Linked DNA regions of Mus musculus: regions 1, 2 and 4 are each linked to region 3. Evidence: chromatin contacts called from public promoter capture Hi-C data. All regions are on one chromosome and are shown on one strand. The core of a region is the stretch at or near the end of the contact, and the rest is flanking DNA. Distances in the headings are between cores, read along the strand shown. Region 1 has its middle 6.8 kb from the start of C3ar1. Region 2 holds the start of Clec4d (C-type lectin domain family 4, member d). Region 3 holds the start of C1rl (complement component 1, r subcomponent-like). Region 4 holds the start of Nanog (Nanog homeobox).

Region 1 (3,653 bases), core at 631-3,130, 1.6 Mb before region 3:
GTTCATTTAATCGGTCTAATCCCAGAGCCGTGTGCTTCCCAACTATGGGTTCTTGAACACATTTGTAGTACCAGGTATGTACAAGCAATTGCTGTTGTTCTCAGTAGCTCTCTGGTATCTGATGGGAAGACTCCCTTGTTGAAGACACCACATTGGCTACAGAACACGGAGAAATCAAGTTGGTACTGACCGGCAAGCTTCCTCATTGCTGGCTGGCTTTCCTAACCCTGGAGGGTAGGTTGCTGGGAGGTGGGGAGATGGCCATCAATAATTTTACCCAGCTGTGAGCCCTGTGAACTACAATGATGACCAGTGTGGCAAGATATGCCCATCAGTGTAATGGTGGTATGACTGTTATAGAAGAAACCAACCACTTTCTGCTTGGTTTGTTTTATGAGACCGGGTTTTGTGGGAAAACTCTGCTACTTAAGATTGAAGTCCATCACGACCTGATAGCCTCTGGGCTCGGCGTAATATGGGAGACTCCCTTTACTAGCAGGGGTTTCTCTTTCTTTGACCTTGTCTGGAGAATTCTAAGGCCCCACATTGCTTCTATCTGAGGAGTGTCACATAGCCTCAATTAGATTACAAGATCAATTTCCTTCCTCCTGATAAGACCTGTTCAGCTAGCACCTGAGATTCCTGAGACGCCTCAAGTCAATGAAGTGTGTTTTGCACACAGTCTCTGTGCCTGTTTCCCTCAAAGGCCAGAAGAAGATGTTGACTCCTCTGGAGCTGAAGTTACATGTGGGTGCTGGGAACCAAATCCAGGTCCTTTGCAAGATCAGCAAGCGCTGTTAAATGCTGAGCCATCTATCTCTAGACCCATAATTTTTGAAAAATATGAAAGTTTCTACTAGAGTGTCACCAGTTTTTACTCCCAGAAACAGTGCTGAGAGTATCTTTTCCACTTATAAACGACGAAGTCTACACAGGGATAGTGGGCAAACCTATCCCTGTGGGTAATCACACTGTTTGGGAGGGTGATGCACGGGACTGTGAGTTGGATGTCAGTAGAGGCTGCACAGTTAAACCCACCAACAAACAAGAGGAAGTTATTGCTTCATTACCATAATTGTGTTCTCTGACTCTGCTTTTGATACCCCTAGCTTCATTGTGGGAGATGCTGAAGCTCCAAGAGAGCATTTAACTATACTGTAGTAGGGGTTTCTAGGGCTGCACAATATACTTTGGGAGCATTAATGTAGGAAAGACTAGCTGTCCGTCAAACAAACAGTAAAATGCTTTCTGAACATAATACAAAGAGTTAATAAATATGACTCCTTACAGTGGTCTCTGGAGCAGAGACAGCTTTATTGATTTATGGTTTTTTAACGACTATGAAACAGAGATTGGAGAGACGGCTTGGCAGTTAAGTGCACTTGCTGTTTTTGCAGAGGACCCAGGTTCAGTTTCCAGCACCCACACAGCAGCACACAACCTTCTGTAACTACTGTTTCATGGTATCTGTCGCCCTCTTGTGGCTTTCAACAGTACTGTGCACGTATGACATACATGCAGGTAAAACACTCATATACATGAGACAAAGATAAATACATCTTTAAAAAGAATATGCAGCAATTCAAAACACGGGAGCTTCCAGTTTCATTTTCAGGTAATTAAGGAAATTATTACTTTATTATTATTACTGTTAATATCAGTCTGGCCGTTACTTTGTTTCTCAGGTTGGTCATGAGCTCTCAGTAAGTAGCTGCAATTTTACGTGTCTACCACCATGCTCTGCTTAAGAAACTTTGTTCCCCTTTGCTTTGAGGTGAGATTTCTATTATCCCAGCTTGGCCTTTGTAGCCAAGGATGACTGAATTCTAGGTCCTCTTTCTACTACTTTCCAAGTAAAAGACATTACTATTTTTGTTTTTGCAGTGTTGAGGGTGGAACCCACAGTCTTGTATGTGTTGAGCAACTCTTTCACCACTGAGCCACATCCCTAGCCTCAGTAAGCAAATTATTGAGACTGCCTTGTGAAATGTTCCTGTTTTTGATGATTTTCATGCTTCTATCTGCTTTGTGGTAAACTGTGAAGAACCCTGGGGAATTTATGTTGTTTGGTTCTGTTTTCTTTCCTTTTGAATATCCAAATTTAAATTCCAGAGCAGAGACCAGATGGTTTTTTTTTGGGGGGGAGGCGGGAGAAGAGGAGAAATGAAAATTTGAATGCACACACAGAGTCACATTAATACCTTTTAGGAGTCATCAATTAACTTCACATCGTCAGTGCTAGAGCGCTGTAGTACAGTTCATTCTCCCAGAAAAGAATTAAATTAATTATAGTCTTCGTAGCCTGTTTTCTCTGAAAATCAAAAGCAAATACATGCTAGATTTGAATGTGAGACGTGAGTAGATGGATGAGCTTGTATGGAGTGATCTGTCTTCTAAATCGAATATAGCAGTGCAAAGACTGTGGACGGCCTACGGTTCTGTGGCTGATTCACAAGGAGCAACATGGAAAGCGATCAAAACTGGAAGAGAAAAGAACAGGAGACTAGGGGGTAGGAGGTGGGATATGACTTCCAGCTATGGTAATAGCTACTTGACACTGACCTAGATGCTCGACCTAGATGCTTTTTTCTTTTTGCTATTATTTAGGCATACAATTAAACAGAGTGGATGATTACCGTGTGTGTATGTGTGTGTGTGTGTGTGTGTGTGTGTGTGTGTGTGTGTGTGTGTAAGCCCACGGGTGTAGACTTCAGAGAGTGGTTTGAATAAGGTGATTTGGCTGATGCAGGGAGCCTAAGAACTCATGGTAGGGAGAGAAGCTAGGCATCTCTGTCACTCAGCGTCATAGGCTGTGCAGTTAGTTCTCTTCCATTTCCTGTCCTGTGAAACAAGAATGTGACTGAGAGCTGTCCACGGCAAGCCTACCATCCTCTTCCTGGTCACCTGTGAAAGCCCTAGAAATGCTCCCCTCTTGTTTGCCTGTTTGTTTTGTCAAGACAGACTCCATATCCGGTCTTTGGCCTTGGACTTGTGATCTTGCTTCAGCCTGAATGCAGGTGTGTGTGTATTCGTGTGTGTTTGCGTGAGTGTGTGTGTGTTGAGATAAGCTCTTGATGCATCCCAAGGAGGGCTTGGCTTATGTAGCCAATGATGACTATGAGCCTCAAATCCTCTGTGTCTCTATAAGCATATGCCATTACCTCTAGCTTGTAAATCTGTTTTAAAAGTAAAAGAATGAGCCAAGCTTAGTGGCTTGAAGAGTCATGCCTTTAATCCCAGCACATGGTAGGTAGAGGCAAGTAAATTTCCGTGAGTTTGATGTCAGCCTGGTATACAGAATGAGTTCTAGGACAGCCAGGGATACACAGAGAAACCCTGTTTGATAAAAACAAGACCACAAAAAAACCAAGCCAAACCAAACCCAAACCTAAACCCAAACCAAACCAAACCAAACCAAACCAAACCAAACCAAACCAAACCAACTAACCAACCAAACAAAAACAACCCAGGACCAAAAACCAAAGAAAAAGAGCCAAGGGTGATTCAATATGCCTATAATCCCAGTGGGTAAAGGCCAGAGGACCCAAAGTTGGCTATATAGGTAGTTTGGGGCTAGTCTGAGATACATGAGATCTGTCAAACAAAGCCAAGTAAAATAGGGTTTAGGTATAGTTCAGTGGAAGAGCAGTTAC
Region 2 (3,476 bases), core at 129-2,628, 1.2 Mb before region 3:
ATATGTATGTAGTCTTCATTTAAGAAAATAATACATATTTTAATGTGCATAATCATAATTATTTGATGAATGAGATCCATTGAAAACGGATGACATCTATAACATTTATTTATGTTTTATGACATATGAATTATTTATTCTCTGAATAATTGTGAATCCATAGTGAGCCTTATACATTCAAATAATAATCAAATATTTCATTGTCATAATGAAATAAATTATTTTTGTTAACTGAAGTTAAATTTGTTTTTGGAGACCTATCAAGATGTCCATTTTGCCTTTTACCATTTGTAAAGATTTCTTAGCTTAGAATCTGATTTTCAGTTTTGTTTCTGATTTTGTTGCTGCTTCCCCCTTGATAAACTTGCTGTCTGTTATCTAGGAAAATTATGGAATTTAGCCAACAGGCCCATCACTTTGCTAATTTTGACACAAGAATAATACACAATAAGAACTCAGATCTTACTTTCTCCAAGCCTCCTATGACGCTAAGGAAAAAAAAAATCAGGAAAGGTGTTATATGCTGTACAATAGACTTTAAGAAACATTTCTAAGCTGCTGGGTATTTATGATAATTGAGTTCAGACACAACAACAGTGCTATAGATGCATGGTATATATTTATTCTCATGAATATATGGGGGCTATATGTGCAAGGTCTCTTTGTGGTGGGATCCCTTCTCTAAGCTTGGAGAAGGCTGCTCTCTTGCTGTGTCCCAGTATTCTAGAAGGGGTTGGGGAAAGGAGAAGGAGTAAGGAGAGGGTAGAGGAGAGAAGGGACTAGGGAGAGGGGAGAGGAGAGAGGAGAGAAGAGAGAAGAAAGAGGAGAGAGATGAGACGAGGGTGAGAGGAGACAGAGTTCTAAGCATGGTAGTTTTATCATAAGGACTCCCCACTTACGAACTTAGCTAACTCTAGTGACCTCCCTGGGTTCCACCTTTAAACACCAACAGAAGTGTTTATGGCTTCAACGAATAAAGTTTGGAGGAACACAAATGTCCATTCTTTAATAATCCTGTAGGTGGAACCAGAGATCACAATAGTGTCTATCATACAACCTTTTCTTCCTTTGCCGTAACAAGCCTACTTTCACTTACCTGAGAAAATGTTGAAATCTAATCAGTGGCTTCACCAACTTCTTCCTCTGTTCTAAAGCAAAGGATTTCATGTCTTTACATGCACCATGTGCACAAAATCTATGTTAAAAGCTTTGTTCATTGTTATTTTGGACATATTTCATTGAGCTAGAGAACTTTCTAAGCCTCATTTTACCTCAAACTACCTTTGAAAACATGACATATGAGTAGCAAAAACACATTGAGAAATCTTACATGACACACTTCTGGAAGTTTTTACTGGCTTTGGGGTTGCTTTCTCAATTTCCTTTTCCTCTTTGCTCCCTGTGTTCTAGTACATTAGAGGAAACTCTGTTTTTAAGATTTATTCTTTTTCACTTGGCTCTCTTGTACTGAACACTTACTGATCTTACCAGAATAAGACAGATGTATTGATGTCCAATCTTAAATGTTTCTGAAGAGATACTTGTGATGGAAATATACACTCTGGGCAAGAAGTAAAAAGCAGACTGGAATCTCTTGACACACATAATGTGGCTGGAAGAATCCCAAATGAAATGTGAGTCTCTCTCTTTATCTGTCTATCTGTCTATCTGTCTGTCTGTCTGTCTATCTATCTATCTATCTATCTATCTATCTATCTATCTATCTATTTATCTACCTATCTATCAATCATTTATCCACCCATCCACTTCCCCCTCCTACTTTCTTTCTCTTCTCCCCTTCCTTTCTTCCCATGGTCCTCCTCTTCCTCCTTGTCTTTCGCCCCTCTTTCTCTTAACTCTTCCTTCTTCAAGATAAAGTTTTGTTACGTAGCACAGGCTGGTCTTGAATTTTCTGTGTAGCCTGGGATTGCCTCAGACTTGACCTCCTTTCTTCCAACTTTTGAGGGCTGAGTCTTTAGTTGATATGTGATCATGCTCAGCCCTTTTCACATTTAACTAGATTAAGTACTCATGACTATAATTTTAAAATGTGAATTGATGGCAGTGTAAAGATTTAAGAAGAGGGGTATTAGAACACAATGAGGATGGCCTTGATGGAGACAAAGGACATGGCTGATTCCTGGTAAGCTGTGTAACAGATGCTAAGACCAAGGAAAGGAGATCCTAAAATCAGATAGAAGCAAGAGGGGAGATAAAGTATATTTTAAAAAGAAATGAGATAAAATGAAAAGGAGAATTAAATACTTTGGAAGATTCCTTTGACAAGAAGAGAGAAAAATAGTACATAGAACATATAGATGTAGGCTCATAGTATGCCAGAGACTCTCCCTGGTTTCCCGATTGATTTAAAGGATGCTACTGGATCTGCACTGTGAGACTGTGAAATAATGCTTTATTATAGTAATTATATTATATTACTTATAAGCAAGCTATTGATACATCTTTTGGATAAGACATGGCCATTGCAGCCATGAACTCCTAGTAGCTATTGTCACCTGCACAAGACTTGGCATAAGATTAAACTAACAAGATCAGTCAACATTCCAGTAGACAGCACTTAGTGGACTGAGTGGATTACAGAGACAAGGCAGCAAAGGAGAGAACGTGAAAAGGGAAGTGGGAACATGTAGGGGATTCCTGGGGATGGGAGGGGGAGGGTGAGATGGGGGTGGAGCTTGAGGATGGTAATGATCAAGATACAGTGCCTAGATGTTTGAAATTACCAAGTAATAAATAAAAGATGTTATAGTAATAAATACATTGGAAAATGTTAAATTATGCTTACAATTTAAATCTTGCTTAATCTCACCAGTCTACTAGAGCTAACTTCACCAGGACCATGCTCTATCAAAAAACCTGGTTGTTTTGTTTTCTTGTTTGTTTGTGTGTGTGTTTGTGTGTGTGTTCTGCTTGCTTGTTTTTGGTTACTATTTTGTGTTGGAGACTGGAAGCAGTGTCTACCACATGCTAGAGAAGTAAGTGCTCCACCCTGAGCTATACACACCCAGCCCTTTCTTTATTTTTAATTTCTTCACAGACTATCACTGTGTATCCTAGGCTAGAATTGAACTCCTTTCATAACCCAGGTAGCTCTTGAATTTGTAATTCTCACCTCGCCTCCTGAGTAGTTGGCATTATATTCCTGTTGCACCAGACCTGGCAGAAAAAACAGTGCAAGAATTAATTTTTTTTATACAAATAAATTCAGTTATTTCTGGGTCATGGAGTTCTAGACTGAAGTTGTTACAGCAAATGTAGTGCATTTACAAATGGATAAATGCTGGGCCAGCAAGGTGGCTCAGTAGGTGAAGGCACCTGCCTCAAGCCTGAGGACCCACACAGTGCAGGGACAGAACAAACTGCCACAGGTTGTCTTCTGACTTCCACACGTGCACCAGGACACACGTGCACACGCACGTGCACACACACACAGACACACACACATGGACACACAC
Region 3 (3,188 bases), core at 382-2,881:
CACTATCGGGAACCATCCTCATTCAAACCATACTTTGTGTGTAATGAAACCACACGACCACATGCAAGACGGAAGAAGCAACTCGCTCTTCTCAGATTGGTGTGTGAGTCTAGAATGCAAATCCTTCTGCACACCTGCCTCCTAAGAACTAGACAAGCCATGTCTGCACGTGTTCCCTAACACACTCACCTCGTCATGTGTTCCCTAACCCTCCCACACTCACCTCTGCCTATGCTCCCTAACCTCCCCATGCTCACCTCTGCAGTGCTCCCTAACCCTCTCACACTCACCTCTGCAGTGCTCCCTAACCACCCCCATGCTCACCTCTGCATCCTTAACCTCCCCATGCTCACCTCTGCAGTGCTCCCTAACCCTCCCACACTCACCTCTGCCTGTGCTCCCTAACCACCCCCATGCTCACCTCTGCATCCTTAACCCTCCCACGCTCACCAAGCCACGGGTGTGTGTCTTCCCTTGGCAGGGGGTGCAGGGAAAAATCCTCTCACTCACGCTGTGACTCCTGATATGATTAACCTTACAGCTTGGGTTGACAGCTGAGGTGAGTCCCGAGGGATTCAGAGATTCCTGGGGATGGACCACAGCCTGCTATATGAGGAGCCTCCAGATGTTGTGGTAGGGACTCAAAATGACAAAATGCATGAACTCACCCCTTCTTTTTTTAAAAAAAGATTTATTATTTATTTTATGTATATGAGTGCACAGATGGTTGTGAGCCATCATGAGGTCGATGGGAATTGAACTCAAGACCTCTGCTCGCTCCGGCCCAAAAATGTATTTACTATTATATGTAAGTACACTGTAGCTGTCTTTAGACACACCAGAAGAGGGCGTCAGATTTCATTAAGGATGGTTGTGAGCCACCATCTGGTTGCTGGGATTTGAACTCAGGACCTCCGGAAGAGCAGTCAGTGCTCTTAACCGCTGAGCCATCTCTCCAGCCCGAACTCACTGGTTCTTGACCAAGAAGGAGAGGAAAGAAAGACTCGGGGGTTCTTGAGTCACACACTTCAAGTTCTCCAAGAGGCAGACTGCTGGGGTAAATGAGGGGGGAGGAGAGATTAGTTCATTAAAGGCAGCAGTAGAGTCATAAGAAGTGTCACACAAGCCACGATACAAACATATAGTTAATAATATTCCAGAAGAACTGGGTATGCAAGTCCTTGTGATCCCAGCCCTCTGGAGGCTAAGGCGGCAGGATTGGCATGATTTGGAGCCCAGTCTAGTCTGCAGAGTGAGTTCTAGGACAGCCTGGGCTACAAAGTGAGACCCTGTTTCAAAAATACAACCAAGATCTAGGTGTGGTGTAATTCTAATGCTAGAGAGGAGGCAGAGCCTCCACTAATAGCAAGCTGGAGGCCCAGTCCAGGTTTTGCAAGACTATCTCAGCTCCCATCCCCCTAAAAAAAAGCAAAGAGCCAAAGGTCATGTGTACATATGTGTACATGTGCACATACTCTGCTCTCTCACGTGTTTTAAAGGTCTTTCCTTTCAATTATGGTGAGAGCTATTCCTGAGTCTGTCAGCAGGTGGCAGACCTGCACCCAGAGTCTCAACTCATTTCCAGTAACTTCTGCCTTCTCCCTAAAGGGCCTCCTCTAGCCCCACCTCCTACTCCCTGGCCTGAGCCAAGCACTCTAGCCAGTTCCAGATGTCAGGGTTCAGAGGCCTGGTCCCAGAGCTGGAGAACAGCCTATGGAGTTCTCCCACCACAAGCTGCATGAGCAAGATGTGAGTTTGCACCATAGAGGGCCCTGGAGAAAGAAAGGGGCTGGGAGAAAGGAAGGGAGGAAGGCAGGACATGGGGTTACATAAGTATACACACACACACACACACACACACACACACACACACACACACACACACACACACACACGGCCGGGTGGGGGGGCAGGGAGGGGCGGAGGGTAGACAGATGACCCAGAGGGAACTAACTGAATTTGCCTGTTCAGTGCTCTGAGCCAGGAATTATTTAAATGACCCTAACTTGTACTCCAGGAGGGGGTTAGGAAAGGCTGAGGCAGGAAGCCATCTGGGTTAGACTCACAAAGGAAAAGGAGCCATAATAATGTCTTCATAGGATAGAAACCCCGCAGTCTTGGAGATCGGGCTACAGAGGAATCCAGATAGGAACCTACACAGACTCGGTTCAGGAAAGTGGTATCCAGAAGTGCCCAACACTCTGGGGCCACGGACACAACTGCTAGTCCCTAAGCCTCCGGAGCCTTTATCATCTCTGGCCACAACAGAACATACACACACAGCCTCTGGTAGAGCTGTATAACCTCACCTTGTCTTCCCTGCTCACTCACAGGTGCTGGTGGCTCCTTTGGGGAATCCTCCATACTTGCCCCACACAGGCCTCTGTGCTTTTGGCCCAGCAGTCACCACAGCAACTGACATCCCCTGGATACCCAGAGCCATATCTCAAAGGCCAGGAGAGCCACACTGACATCGAGGCTCCAGAGGGGTTTGCTGTGAGGCTGACCTTCCAGGACTTTGATCTGGAGCCATCCCCAGACTGTGAAGGCGACTCTGTCACAGTGAGCTGGACAAGGGGGTGGAGAGCTGCAGGGGCTCTGGGGAGGGAGCCTCCCATGGGCAGTGGGTGATAGCTCTGCTCTGAACCACCCATCTAGAGAAGAGATAAGGTGTCCAAGTCAGAGGATCTAGGGCCTAGCTACAGCCTGATCACTCAGTATACAGCCTCCCACCCGTCCCTGGCAACTCACCAAGGGTTCCACCAAGGCATCCGCAGGGACCCACCAAGCTCTGAGAGAAGGCGGCTGCGGGGCAGAGCCTGAGTTTTGAGAGCTTACAAAGAGACACATAAATATTGTTGCTCTACAATCTTGTCAAAGGCCCGGGATCTCACCCTCCCTAGCTAGACCTTGTTGAGTGCTTTCTCTACTGAGTTAGGAAACTGGATGTAATTAATGACAAATGTTCACCCTCAGAAGAACAAGTGAAGACCGATCAAGTTCACCTGGGATGAGAGGCCACAAAATCACAGCAAGGGCATTATTCAAAATAAGAGTTCTTTTAAATCATAGTATGTTATCTTTTGAGTTAAATTTTATTTATATCAAAGTAAGATATGCATATAATTTTTAAAAATCAGAATCTTAGCCAGATGTGGTCAGTGAGACATGTTATCCCAAAACTTAAA
Region 4 (3,521 bases), core at 716-3,215, 1.8 Mb before region 3:
GGCTGGTTTAATTATATCACACTGTTCATCAGAATAAAGAGAAAAATCTCAAAAAAAAAAAAAAAAAAAAAGAGGTTCAGTCAGGCTGGGCAATGGAGGCAGTAGTGGCCGTGGTGGTCTTGGCAGCAGTGGAGGCCTTGGTGGCAGTGGTGACAGACAGTGATAGTGTGGCAGCAGTTGAGGCAGTGGTGGTCGTAGTGGCAGTGATGGCATTGGTGGCAGGGTTGGTGTGGCTCAGAGGTGGCAGTGGTGGCAGTGGAGGCATTGCAGGCTTTAGTGGCAATGGTAGTGGGGCAGCAGTGGTAGCCATGGTGGCACAGTGGTAGCAACGGTGGTAGTGGCAGCCGTGGTGGCCGCAGAGGCAGTGGTAACAATGGTGGCTTGGTGGCAGTGCTGACAGTGGTAGTATTGGTAGCATTGGTGGCAGTGGAAGAAGGGAAGTGGTGGTAATGGTGGCAGGGGTGGCAGCAGAGGCAGACAGTGGTGACGATGGTGGCAGTGGTGCTGTGGCACAGTGGTGGCATTGGTGGCATGGCACAGTGGTGGCAATGATGGTGTGGTGCAGTGGTAGCAGTGGAGACAGTGGTGGCAGTGGAGACAGTAGTAGTATGGTGGCTGTGGTGGCCATGGCGGCAGTGGTGGCACATACAGGCCTTTAATGCCAGCACATGGGAGGCAGAGGCAGTTGGCTCTCTGTGAGTTGGAAGCCAGCTTGTTCTACAGAGCAAGTCCCAGGACAGCCAGGGCTACACAGAGAAACCCTGCCTAGAATAATAACAAAACTCAAACAAACACCACCAACCCCCGCGCTCCGCCCCGCCCCCCCCAAAAAAAACCCCAAACCAAAAAGAGCCATTCAAGCTTAGTCTTTTGTAGAATAAAACCCAGGAAGAACCACTCCTACCAATACTCACTGTGGTAGAGTCTTCACATGGGAGATGTTACGAGAGGACGGCCCTTCCCTCTCTGCTTATACACAGAAGCCGACTTAAGCTGGGTTAGAGTGCTTTCACTCACTTATCTGTGAGCACAAGGACTGATCGGCAAACTTTGAACTTGGGATGTGGAAATAGGAAGATCAGGAGTTTGGGACCAGCTAGAGCAATAGACTGTGAGGCCAGTCTCGGGTACGTGAAACTCTATCTCAAAGAAATGACCAAAACCAAATTTGAAATACGATAAATTTCTTCTTCCATTGCTTAGACGGCTGAGGCACTTGGGATTGCAGTAAGTCTGAAGCCAGCCTAGGTTTTACAGTGAGAACTTGTCTCAAAACAAAACAGAAGGCCTCTACATTAATTTAAACACTCCTTAAATTGGGCATGGTGGTAGACAAGCCTGGTCTACATACTGAGTATAAGCTACTCAAGGCAACAGAGAAAAACCTGTCTCAAAACCAAAGCATGGACCAACTTACTAAGGTAGCCCGAGTCTTAAGCAGGACACAGGCTCTTTCTTCAGACTTGCGTTAAAAAGCCGCACTTTTGGAGGGAAGATTTCCCCAGGTTTCCCAATGTGAAGAGCAAGCAAGAAACGCTGAGTGCTGAAAGGAAAGCCGTGTATAAACAGAGACTTTGGCAGCAAGGTCTGACTCTTTCATGTCTGTAGAAAGAATGGAAGAGGAAACTCAGATCCCCCACTTGACCTGAAACTTCCCACTAGAGATCGCCAGGGTCTGGAGGTGCAGCCGTGGTTAAAAGATGAATAAAGTGAAATGAGGTAAAGCCTCTTTTTGGGGGGGGGGGATGTCTTTAGATCAGAGGATGCCCCCTAAGCTTTCCCTCCCTCCCAGTCTGGGTCACCTTACAGCTTCTTTTGCATTACAATGTCCATGGTGGACCCTGCAGGTGGGATTAACTGTGAATTCACAGGGCTGGTGGGGCGTGGGTGCCGCCTGGGTGCCTGGGAGAATAGGGGGTGGGTAGGGTAGGAGGCTTGAGGGGGGAGGAGCAGGACCTACCCTTTAAATCTATCGCCTTGAGCCGTTGGCCTTCAGATAGGCTGATTTGGTTGGTGTCTTGCTCTTTCTGTGGGAAGGCTGCGGCTCACTTCCTTCTGACTTCTTGATAATTTTGCATTAGACATTTAACTCTTCTTTCTATGATCTTTCCTTCTAGACACTGAGTTTTTTGGTTGTTGCCTAAAACCTTTTCAGAAATCCCTTCCCTCGCCATCACACTGACATGAGTGTGGGTCTTCCTGGTCCCCACAGTTTGCCTAGTTCTGAGGAAGCATCGAATTCTGGGAACGCCTCATCAATGCCTGCAGTTTTTCATCCCGAGAACTATTCTTGCTTACAAGGGTCTGCTACTGAGATGCTCTGCACAGAGGCTGGTAAGGAATTCAGTCCCCGAAGAACCCAGTAAATTAGGGTAAGAGTAGAAAAAACGGGCTGAAGGGTTATTGCTTCTTTATGAACCGTAGTAGTCATTAACATAAGCGGGTGTCCTTATCACTCTTCTGGAAACCCCTCTGAGTTTGACCGGTGATACGTTGGCCTTCTAGTCTGAAATAGAGATCCGGGACACAGGACGGAGCAATATAAGGCTCTTGTGTGTATTTGAGAACCTAAATATTTGGGCTCTTTGGAATATGTTCGGGGGCAGTGAGTGGTGTCTTCAGTAGCAGGGAGACCTAACATCCTAGCTTGGAATGAGCACCCCATTTTTTTGGTGAGGTTATACAGTTAGTTTGCAATTTGCCCAAATGGCCGTTTTCTCCAGCAGAAGCAGTTAGCATTTCTCTCAACCTTTGGGAATATGGATGTCACTTAGCAGTTCTGGGTTTGTGAGCTCAGTGCTCCTTCCAAACCCCAAACAAGTGTACACAGTTTAAGTCATTCATTCTTATAGCTAGCATCTGGAGCCAAGGTCTGAAGCTCATTGTCTGTACAGAGTCAGCCCAGTACTCAGGCTTGTAAATGGTAGAACCAAGAGGCTGCTAGGCTGTGTGTGCCACGGTGCTCAGGTGCGTGTTGTGATGCTCGGGTGTGTGCAGCGATGCTCGGGTGTGTGCAGTGATGCTCGGGTGTGTGCAGCGGTGCTTGGGTGTGTGGAGCGCTAGGAAGTGTGTGTCCCCTTTTTTCTGAGCTTTTAAGTTAATGTCTGTCATCTTGATTTTTCTGATTTATGGGTTCAATTTTTGATTTTTTTTTTGTTTGTTTTTTTTTGTTTTTTCGAGACAGGGTTTCTCTGTGTAGCCCTGGCTGTCCTGGAACTCACTTTGTAGACCAGGCTGGCCTCAAACTCAGAAATCCGCCTGCCTCTGCCTCTGCCTCCCTCAATTTTTGATTTTGGAGGTGGGAAAAGTGCTGGGTTAGGAATGAACGGGTGGGGATAGCCTTTGTAAGTGATGTGTGTTTTTAGAGCATGTGTGTAGAGCATGTGTGTTTGTAGTGCGTGCCCCTAGTGCCAGCAGATGGCATAATTTTCCATTTAGAAGCTGCTTTCAGGGCTGTCTACTTATTTGCTAGACTGCAGGCTAACCTCAGCATTGCCATCAGCGTGGAGCACAGATGTCTT

What was found. Promoter capture Hi-C pulls out the DNA fragments that hold promoters and counts their contacts.
Region 1: a promoter capture Hi-C map of hippocampal neurons shows a contact between it and region 3, with 3 times the contacts expected there. The contact joins the enhancer-like site here to the promoter of C1rl in region 3. A contact is called at or near these places in 7 of 39 promoter capture datasets (the 3T3-L1 cell line, 3T3-L1-derived adipocytes, cranial neural crest and 3 more), 3 of 115 datasets of contacts at active chromatin or transcription factors (astrocytes, forebrain and pancreatic cancer cells) and 1 of 9 other capture datasets (embryonic stem cells).
Region 2: a promoter capture Hi-C map of the HPC-7 cell line shows a contact between it and region 3, with 5 times the contacts expected there. The contact joins the promoter of Clec4d here to the promoter of C1rl in region 3. A contact is called at or near these places in 2 of 39 promoter capture datasets (the HPC-7 cell line and neutrophils) and 1 of 115 datasets of contacts at active chromatin or transcription factors (bone marrow-derived dendritic cells).
Region 4: a promoter capture Hi-C map of embryonic stem cells shows a contact between it and region 3, with 2.9 times the contacts expected there. The contact joins the promoter of Nanog here to the promoter of C1rl in region 3. A contact is called at or near these places in 2 of 39 promoter capture datasets (cranial neural crest and embryonic stem cells) and 1 of 115 datasets of contacts at active chromatin or transcription factors (embryonic stem cells).

The regions. Positions count from the first base shown.
Region 1 is chr6:122,861,156-122,864,808 of GRCm38.p6, forward strand. No RefSeq gene overlaps it. Among named protein-coding and RNA genes, the nearest start is that of C3ar1, 6.8 kb to the left of the region's middle. Within about 2 kb of position 1,881, at least 51 of the 459 cell types and tissues checked have an H3K27ac peak or open chromatin away from gene starts, as enhancers often do.
Region 2 is chr6:123,260,729-123,264,204 of GRCm38.p6, forward strand. It overlaps Clec4d (C-type lectin domain family 4, member d), which reads left to right and starts at 1,379. Exons shown (of 6, transcript NM_010819.4): 1 at 1,379-1,634. The coding sequence starts at 1,607.
Region 3 is chr6:124,491,482-124,494,669 of GRCm38.p6, forward strand. C1rl (complement component 1, r subcomponent-like) reads left to right here and starts at 1,632. Exons shown (of 6, transcript NM_181344.5): 1 at 1,632-1,749; 2 at 2,334-2,562. The coding sequence starts at 1,670. Gm44096 (a long non-coding RNA gene) reads right to left here and starts at 2,921. Exons shown (of 3, transcript XR_003956364.1): 1 at 2,752-2,921; 2 at 2,310-2,654; 3 at 672-1,049.
Region 4 is chr6:122,705,600-122,709,120 of GRCm38.p6, forward strand. Nanog (Nanog homeobox) reads left to right here and starts at 1,966. Exons shown (of 4, transcript NM_028016.3): 1 at 1,966-2,334. The coding sequence starts at 2,184. RefSeq lists promoters at 1-2,180, 1,662-2,043, 1,706-2,111, 1,774-2,000, 1,916-2,106, cis regulatory regions at 1,759-1,764, 1,850-1,857 and an enhancer at 1,802-1,839.